2 separate regions of the Bombyx mori genome follow, and region 1 is linked to region 2. The links are chromatin contacts, called in public Hi-C maps. All regions are on one chromosome and are shown on one strand. Each heading gives the region's core, a stretch centred on a gene start, on an enhancer-like site or on the middle of the called end of the contact. The rest is flanking DNA. Distances are from core to core; before and after follow the strand shown.

Evidence for each region. A called contact is a pair of places that touch in the nucleus more often than the background predicts.
Region 1: a Hi-C map of whole pupa shows a contact between it and region 2, with 1.7 times the contacts expected there. The contact joins two enhancer-like sites. A contact is called at or near these places in 3 of 7 Hi-C or Micro-C datasets (midgut, posterior silk gland and whole pupa).

The regions. Positions count from the first base shown.
Region 1 is chr15:12,154,823-12,159,834 of ASM3026992v2, reverse strand. All of the region lies in intron 1 of LOC101737390 (heparan-sulfate 6-O-sulfotransferase 2), which reads left to right. Among protein-coding and RNA genes, the nearest start is that of LOC101737390, 8.3 kb to the left of the region's middle. Within about 2 kb of position 2,099, at least 3 of the 8 cell types and tissues checked have open chromatin away from gene starts, as enhancers often do.
Region 2 is chr15:12,098,334-12,103,004 of ASM3026992v2, reverse strand. It overlaps LOC101737390 (heparan-sulfate 6-O-sulfotransferase 2), which reads left to right. Exons shown (of 9, transcript XM_004924553.5): 4 at 3,855-3,980. Among protein-coding and RNA genes, the nearest start is that of LOC134200260, 51 kb to the right of the region's middle. Within about 2 kb of position 2,839, at least 6 of the 8 cell types and tissues checked have open chromatin away from gene starts, as enhancers often do.

The DNA.
Region 1 (5,012 bases), core at 850-3,349, 58 kb before region 2:
TATTATTTATCAATTTGAAAGTATCTGATATTAAGTTGGTTCTGAAGTTACGAATGAAATCATTGAGAAATGTTTTACTACTTCTCGATTTTCCGTTTTCGTAGACCCAGAAATAAGGTTTAGAAGATTAATGTGTTTTTTATTCACAATTATAAATATTTAATCTATCATTCGCTAATAATCATTCAAATCTACTCAAATGTTCTTCTGTGATGACCAAAAAGAAAACATAAACCAAAAGGAAAATTAATCTATCTAATCGTATTATTTTTCTGTAAATCGTTAATATACTATACAAACACACTTCTGTTAGGAATTTTAAATAATGTTATTACAAGATAACTTCTATGAAATAAAAAAATCTATAAAAAAAGACTTTCAATTTTATTTTCTTCAAAAATACATCCCGTTGTACTTTTTTAAACCAATTTTACATCATGTCATGTCATGTCATGATTTGACTATCGAAGAGGCTTTGTGTCGAGTTTCTATAATTAGGATATTAACGTTCACCTATTAAATGTCAGTTATTGGTTAAAAAAAATAAAAATGCTTTTATTTCAGGCAACTTAAGCCCGTAAAATTTGTCATACAATTACTTACATAATATTTAAATAAAAATAAAATAAAATCAAATGAAAGAGAATTAAAATTATTAAAATTAAAATTGTCAACTACTAATATAAAATAAAAATTAAATAAAGGAACTAATACAATAAAGAATGAAATAATGTTAACTGAGTAGACCATAGACTAGTACCATAGACATAGGTAAGAAATTTCCGCACCCCTATCGATCGAGATGACTACCTTCACTTATTACTGTATAGATGTACTATCTATTCGGAATGTGTAGTTGAGCTTTTTAGATCTCACAGAAAAATAGACAATCTGGCTTAGGACCTTTTGTTACTTTTCTAATTCCCTATTTCCTAATTATTTGTTCATTGTAGTACCTGCATCTTATTTTCCTTCCTATTTCTTCGTCCTCCTTCCTCTGACTACCGCCAAACTAGCTGCCTTCCATACTAGTCTAACCATACAACATTCATTAAAAGAGGTACAAAAGCAATGGGATGGCGTAATATTCAACCAAAAAGCTATACCTCCTGATTGAATGATAGGTTAATATGTATCTGTTTTTTTGTAAAGTTGTTGTAGGCACTTCAGCGAAGTTTTCTGTACTTGTACCCTCCACGTTGTAGACGTGATCTGCAAGTCATTTCAAAAATTTGGCTGTGTATCACATATTCAACATTAATCAGTATGCTACGTGTTTCTGTTTCACTAGTTATAAATTATACAAGTCAATATACCCATTCATTGCGAAAAGACATGCCGTGGCGTTCGTCTATCGTTGGCGGATGGTGGAAATCGGAAACCTCGGCGCTATTAAAATAAATTCTAAATGTAGGTGGTGCCATGTCAAATTCATTACTAGTACGAATTACTTAGAATCTATATATTAATACGCGAAGCAAAAACTTTGTATCCCTTTTTACGAAAATTGCGTGGACGGAGGAGTATGAAATTTTCCACACTTATACAGAATATAGAGAAGAAGTGCACAATGCTAATATTTTTTTAAAATAATACATAAAAGATACATTAAATCGATAAAGAAAACATTACACACACTACATACCATGTCTTTGACGCACACACGCATGCATACTATTTATTTTGTTCTTGACGTCTGTTGTCAAATTGAGTATTGATTAAATATTGTTTGTCTTTGTTAATGTTTTTTATAGTGTAGTCTTGGCGAAATTTCTGATTATAGAACTATAAAATACAATCATAATAGTGTACAAACTTACAATTCTAATTAATTATAGTCGAATTTCGACTACTGCGGGACCTCTAGTAATATAGTAACTGCGTAATAACTAAAATTATGTAAGCGATTCTGTTGCTTTAAATTGTAGATTAGCTCTATGAATTTTACTCTCTCAGTGAAACAATAAATTAAAAAGACATTCTTCATCGCACACAAGTTTTTTTAATTAATTCAGTTCGTAGAATCCTGCAGGCGGGGCCAAGGTAACTCGAAATTCAAGTGTCAGTACTCGTTATGGGCATACGATCGCTTAGCGTTGGTGAGACAAGGAGTTGTGGTTCTTCGCACGCCGCACGCGTCCACGGCCTATGCCCAGTAATGGAGTGGTGTTTGAGCCTGTCGGGTCGGATCGATCGTTAACTGAATCGGTAATAAATAGACAGGATAACACTTGGCCAGGAACGCCTACAGCCCGGCCCACTGACCAAATGCCTAACGGATAAATACCGCAATAACTCACGACAATCTAGTGATCAGTTGACTTAGGTTTATTCAAGTTAAACAAGAAATCATATTTGTGCACTCAATATTCGTTCAGGGAATATAGGGAATGACAACCGAGATGGTTGTAATTTTTACTGATGGTAGGACCTCTTGTGAGTCCGCAGGCGTAGGTACCACCACCTCGCCTATTTCTGCCGTGAAGCAGTAATGCGTTTCAGTTCGAAGGGTGGGGCAGCCGTTGTAACTATACTGAGACCTTAGAACTTAAGCCTTCGTCAAACAGAACGCGTACTTAGCGCCGCCTACTTAACGTCGCGCTCTTTTCATGTTACACAAATTGACTAGATGAGTCTAACGCTCCTTGACGCAACGCATTCGCCAAATCATAGTGCCCTCGATAGCAGTGTGAAAATTTAAAAGTATTAAGAAATCGAGTGATTCAGATGTGGCATTGTATAAGTATGGGTATTTTCTAACTATTTATATCATTTTTTCGGGCATTATCTAGTATTTTAATACACATTCACTCGGACGGTAAAATAAAATTTGTAAAAAATTACAACGCCTGACGCCAAAGCGTCCTAACGCCGCGACAAAGCGCTGCGTACTTATAGCGCTGGGGCTCTGTTTGACGGTATGTTATATACTATAGTAGTACAACACATCTCGGCGTCATAGCGCGGCGTTAGTTTAGCACTCTGACGCGCGCTAATTACGCGTTCTGTTTGACGAAGGCTTTATATCTCAAGGTGAGTGGCGCACGTAGTGATGGTAGTAGGTGGCGTACGTTATAGATGTCTATGGGCTTCAGTAAACACCAGGTGAGCTGCGAGCTCGTCCATCCATCTAAGCAACAACAAAAAAAATGTGAAATGATTTTAGATGAAATTAAAAACACACAAAGACGTAGCCAAAACTTCAAACTCTTGGACCAACGCATGCGAATATCCCATTAATTCATTTGTTTAGTCGAAACAAACTTTATTAGAAGGTTTTGTAAAATACCTACTTAACCCATATTCAAAACTGGGTAGGCTGTTTCCGCGAAACGGAATAGAAAGGCCCGATAATAACATTAAGATAAACATAAGGATAATTAAGAGAGTAGTAATCCCTCCACAAAGTGAGCAATTAGGACGCGTTGTGGTTTTTGTCATGTTGCTCGTGTCAACATAGGAAATTCGAAACTTTGTGTTAGGGCGTGTAATAAGCGCCAGATATTATGTACGGTGTGTTGTAGGTTGGCTTGAATCATGAATATCTTCGGGCGACGTATTGCTTTGCGCACAGTTAAGGATTTGATTAACAGGGTCGATAAGTGCCGCCTTTGAAAATTATATTATACAATGGAATTTGTATTGTAGGTGTTTGGGTACATCAACACAAATGTTGTTATTCATAATATTTTGTAACACATTAGTAGTAAATTCGTGGAATGTAACTATGTAACTATACTTGAGACCTTAGAACTTATATCTCAAGGTGGGTGGCGCATTTACGTCGTAAATGTCTATGGGCTCCAGTAACCACTTAACACCAGGTGGGCTGTGAGCTCGTCTACTCATCTAGCAATAAAAAAAAATGTAATTTGATAATGTAAACATACATTAATTGTTATGCAGTTTTAGAATTCCGTTGTAAGATGGTTAATTTAGTGTGGAAATCAGTATTTTTGTTATACGGCGAGTAATTTTGTCTTAAAATCTGTATATTAGTGGTTTCAGCTAGGTTTTCGTTGTTAATTAGATAAATAAAGACCATCTAATTTTGATTAATTATAGTTTTTTTAATAAAATATGTTTAGGTCATCAAATAGTTAATTTGTTATGCAGTCATTTATCTGATATGTAGTGGATTATTAGTCGGGAGATTTAGTTTGCTTGAATTTTAAATAGAGGACCAATTAAAAATTCCCCTTATTCTATCTAACATTTTTTACTTATGTTTACTTCTCCTGAGTACAGGAGTTAGGCAGCGGCTTAGCTCTGCCCCTGGCATTGCTGAAGTCCAAGTCCATGGTAACCACTCACCATCAGGTGGGCCGTATGCTCGTCAGCCTAAAAGGGCAATAAAAAAAAATTGTAGACGTTAAAATTCCAAATTTAATAATTTTGGGAAATAGTGTACTTGAATAACATATTGACGGATTCGCAATCTGATTTGCATAATTTGAACTAAAACAAACATTGCGTTGGCGGCAATTCGAACGGAGTTCGTTCTTAAGCGGCATTTAATTACAACGTGCTCGTAGATTTAAGAAGAAGTCAAGTGGTTTTGGCAGCTCGCTGAGTCTGTTACGGCGAGTTTGGTTTCTTCTCAGGACCGATTCCGTTTGCAATCTTTGATAGAGTGAGTTAACTGACATTGAATTTGAAATAAATAAATTTGTACTTGACTTCTTTGATTCAAACAGCCCTATTGAAAATTATGCCCAATAGTAGGTTGGATTGTGTATATTATATTTGAATCTATGCTGCGCCGTTTCAATGTGGGAAAAATGATTTGCATATTTATTTATTTTAATTATAAAACTATAATACATAATTGTTTTTTTTAAACTAACATTACTTTAAGAAATGTACTAATATAATTAACCTGGTTATTTGAATAAATAGATATATTATTATATTATTATATTTCACATACGTATGGGTCATCGGTTAAAAGTGTTGTCTTCGCTCAATGACCTCATTTCTACTTTGTATAGGTAGAGAAATTCAATTGATTT
Region 2 (4,671 bases), core at 1,590-4,089:
TTGCACACACACACTTTTTTTATTGTAATTATCGATATATATATATATGTATATAGAAAACTTTATAGCTTTCTTGGTCACGTTTTTGAACGTACGCTTCATTCGTTTTTCGAACATAAATCGTTACAGAAGAAAGAAACGATTATTGAAGACGCACGTCAGTTGACACGTTCAGTTGAACGTGAAAGAAAATAATACCCAACGGAATTGTAGAGGAGAAAGTTCATGAACGTGGACAAATAATTTTAACGTTTTCGTTTCAAACTCACGAAACAATTATGGTTGTAAAAATAGATAAAGTGAATCGAATATGGCTTCACGCCAGAATGAAAAAATAAATGTTTCCCGGAGTCATTCCGGTTTTCGACACTTGCATATGTCGCAGTTTACAAGTTCAACGTAATGATGATATTATGAGATTTTGTCACAATATCTACCTATATATTAATACGTGAAGCAAAAACTTTGTATCCCTTTTTGCGAAAATTGCGCAGACGGAGGAAGGAGTATGAAATTTTCCTCACTTATAGAGAATATAGAGAAGAAGTACACAATGCTAATATATTTTTAAAATAATGCATAAAAGATACATTAAATCAATAAAGAAAACATTACACACACTACAGACCATGTATTTGACGCACACACGCATGCATACTATTTTACTGTGAAACTTTTGTTCTTGACGTCTGTTGTAAAATTGAGAATACATTAAATACACTGAAATTAAATATTATTTGTCTTTGTTAATATTTTTTATAGTGTAGTCTTGGCGAAATTTGTGATTATAGAAGTATAAAATAGAATCATAATAGTGTACAAACTTATAATTCCAATTAATTATAGTCGAATTTCGACTACTGCGGGACCACTAGTTACAAATAATACGTGAATAGCCCGAAGATCTGGATCAACGGATATACTTTAGTTCTCTGTGTCTTTCTAATATCGTACTCCCTCGAGGTTATTGCTTGAAATAATTTCATGATTTATTTTCCTCGGAGCGAACTTTTCTATTAAGTGTTGTAACCCCTGTGTTTGTCTATAGGTACCGCGCTTGCAAAGTTTTTATTATATTTATTGTTATCGCTCAGAGGGCTTCAGCGAGCTCAAGGTCCCCGTAAACGGCAGGCATTATTACTTCGCGGCAGAAATAGGCAAATCCCAGAAATTATACTATTTATAATTTTTTCAGGTTATTTCCTTACACATTATTTTGTTTCTTCATATACAAATCAAATACGTATTACATTTAAAAAAAATTAAACCTACCTGCGGTTCGAACATCGGCCTATGCGATTATCAAGCGATGTGACTATTCACATGGCTTGATAATAGCACCTTCACTGAGAGTTCTGTCCTTTAAGCCACGACGACTTCATACATTACTATTTTCCATGGAAAAGTTTCCCTAGTGTCCCGACAAACTACATGCTAATTTTAAAACTTTTAAAAAGCTCCGTACAATGTTTCCTTGACTCATCGCTTCGTCATAACAAGAGTCAGATATTTTACTAAGAATTTATATTCTTTATATAGCCTACCGAAAATGGTTATACTATAGACTGGCCTAGACTGCCATTTTATTTAATGTTCGCGTTGACTTTTTTTATTGCCCTTGTAGACAGACGAGCACACGGCCCACCTGATGGTGAGTGGTTACCGTCGCCCATGGACTTCAGCAATGCCAGGGGCAGAGCCAAGCCGCTGTCTACCGCAAACAAAACTTATATAATACCTATTTTATAATTATATATACAAAAATTATATAATACCTATAAAACAAACATTATCTTGATTCGAAGACTTATAGTGTCGTCGCCGAATCGATTGTAATATACCAATATACCGAACGTTTTCCTACTTCGATCATATAATCGATTTGTTATGCATCAGTTAAGTAATTAGTATAATGGGATTGGCATCGATGTATGTACGTATGTTTATGTTTATAGTTCTACATGTGCGTATCATAAAATACTAATAACCCGTTATAACGATAATTAATATCGATTTTACGGATAAACATTACGGAGTGGAACTAGCAGACAGAAATTATAATAAACAAAATATCTATACGTAATTGTTTTAGTTCGCGATTACAATGGAATGTGTTGTAACGCTAATTATATGTTTTTTAGGACATGTTACATGAAAGGAGTTCTGATCATCGTGTGCAGTAGTGAATATATATTATTTTTTATTTATTTGTATTGCATAGATGGCTGGACGAGCTCACAGCCCACCTGATGTTAAGTGGTTACCGTAGCCCATAGACATCTGCAACGTAAATGCCGCCACCCACCTTGAGATATGAGTCCTAAGGTCTTAATATAGTTACAACGGCTGCCCCACCCTTCAAATCGAAACGCGTTGCTGCTTCACGGCAGAAATAGGCGGGGTGGTGGTACCTACCTGTGCTGACTCACAAGAGGTCCTACCACCAGTATGCGATACCAGATATTGTAAGTTTTTTATATGCAGTTTTTTCATTTTTTTGTTTTCTTTCTCTTAATTTAATATTAGTTAACGATATTTTTATCTTAAGCACAAACGTTCTTAAGCAAGATGTTTTCACACCTAAAAGGGTGAATTTTTATAATGTATTATTTTATGTAAATGAATTCAATGTTTAAGTGTGCAGATTTTATCCAGTTGTGTGAACCTAATAAAAAAAAATAAAAAAATGCCTATATTGAATGTAGTCAAAATAACATAATTAAATCCATAACAATAAATTAATTTGATTCGGTGTAATGAACACAGCGATGAATATGTATGTGGCTAACGAAAGTGCACGCTAGTTCCGCGGTACGTACGTTGTATATCTGCGCGTTCACGCTTCGATTGGCTTGTCGGTTGGTTGTCTTTCGGCTCGGTTCGTGTACCACGTGTCGCGGCCGTGCTGTTTGGATTTATTTTCTACAACCGTGAAATATGTGGCGTACGATTTCCACTTTTGTTATTTTGTTCAGCACATCGATAGTTGTGGAACAAAATGGCATACCTATAAGCGCGGACAAAGCTATTCTCCGTGACCCATATACGGCGACCGTCCTCTTATGTAATGCGGTGGTCTACAAACCTTTTGCGGGGATCGAGCTATTTTCAGGTTTTCTAGTGCTGCATTTTGTCTCTTGAGTCTGAGCTGTGAAATAAAACACATTTGTGTTTTGTGTACTCTGTTGTAAATTTCAAAATGTCGAATGCAACAGTAAAAATGCGTTGAAACAAATTGATTTGCTAAATTACACTTTAGGCACTCGTTAGATTATTGGAATAGTAAGCTCGTAGAATCTACCGAATGGTGCCTGACAGACGTCTAAGTCGTGCCTAAGTCGTCGTGGCCTAAAAGGATAAGACGTCCGGTGCATTCGTGTTGAGCGATGCACCGGTGTTCGAATCCCGCAGGCGCCTAGGCGGGTACCAATTTTTCTAATGAAATACGTACTCAACAAACGTTCACGATTGACTTCCACGGTGAAGGAATAACATCGTGTAATAAAAATCAAATCCGCAAAATTATAATTTGCGTAATTACTGGTGGTAGAACCTCTTGTGAGTCCGCGCGGGTAGGTACCACCGCCTTGCCTATTTCTGCCGTGAAGCAGTAATGCGTTTCGGTTTGAAAGGTAGGGCAGCCGTTGTAACTATACTGAGACCTTAGAACTTATATCTTCAGGTGGGTGGCGCATTTACGTTGTAGATGACTATGGGCTCCAGTAACCACTTAACACCAGGTGGGCTGTGAGCTCGTCCACCCATATAAGCAATAAAAATAAATAAATAAAAAGACGAAAGAAATGATGTCTCGTTATCTTCGTGCGAGTACTAATGAACTTGTTTGTCTTCAGGTGCGGTCTTCACGCTGATTTCACGGAGCTGACGGCGTGCGTAGGCGGAGAACTGGACCGACACGAGGGCTCAGCCGTCCACCGGAGGTACTTCTACATAACACTGCTGAGGGAGCCAGTTGCTAGGTAATTATAGAATCTGCTTTTTTTCCCTCAATAGTGATAAAATGTTATTTTTGTCATAAAAATACTGTTTTATGATATACTAGCTTTTGCCCGCGACTCCGTCCGCGTGGAATAGTTACTTTGGAATAACGCTAAATTTTACTCCCCACTTCATTTACGTAAAAAGTGAAAATATTTTTGAAGAATGTTAAGGAGCTATTTAAACCCTTATTTTGAAACATTCTTTATTGGTTCTTCACTTGTTTTGGTCTTACCATGATGTTATATAGCCTTCCTCAATTAATGGGCTATCTAACACTGAAAGAATTTTTAAAATCGGACACTGAAGGAATTTTTAAAATCGGACCAGTAGTTTCTTAGATTAGCGCGTTCAAACAAACAATCTCTTCAGCTTTATAATATTAGTATAGATAGAAATGTCTTAGAAGACATATTTTCTGGCGTATTGTGACTCATGTCTAAGAAAGAAATTTACTGCAGTCTTATAATCTACTTTAAACTTAAAGTTCTTGTGTCTATTTAAATGAACTTGCCACAAAAGAGCCGATGACAAATTATTTACTCAGAGCAAAATTATTCATCTGGATTCGTAACCTGACATTTTGATGCTATATTCTCTCGTGAAAATGGCCGGTCCAACCCTATTACATCCTCCCTACTTCACTGTCAACGAATGTCACATTTTATATCA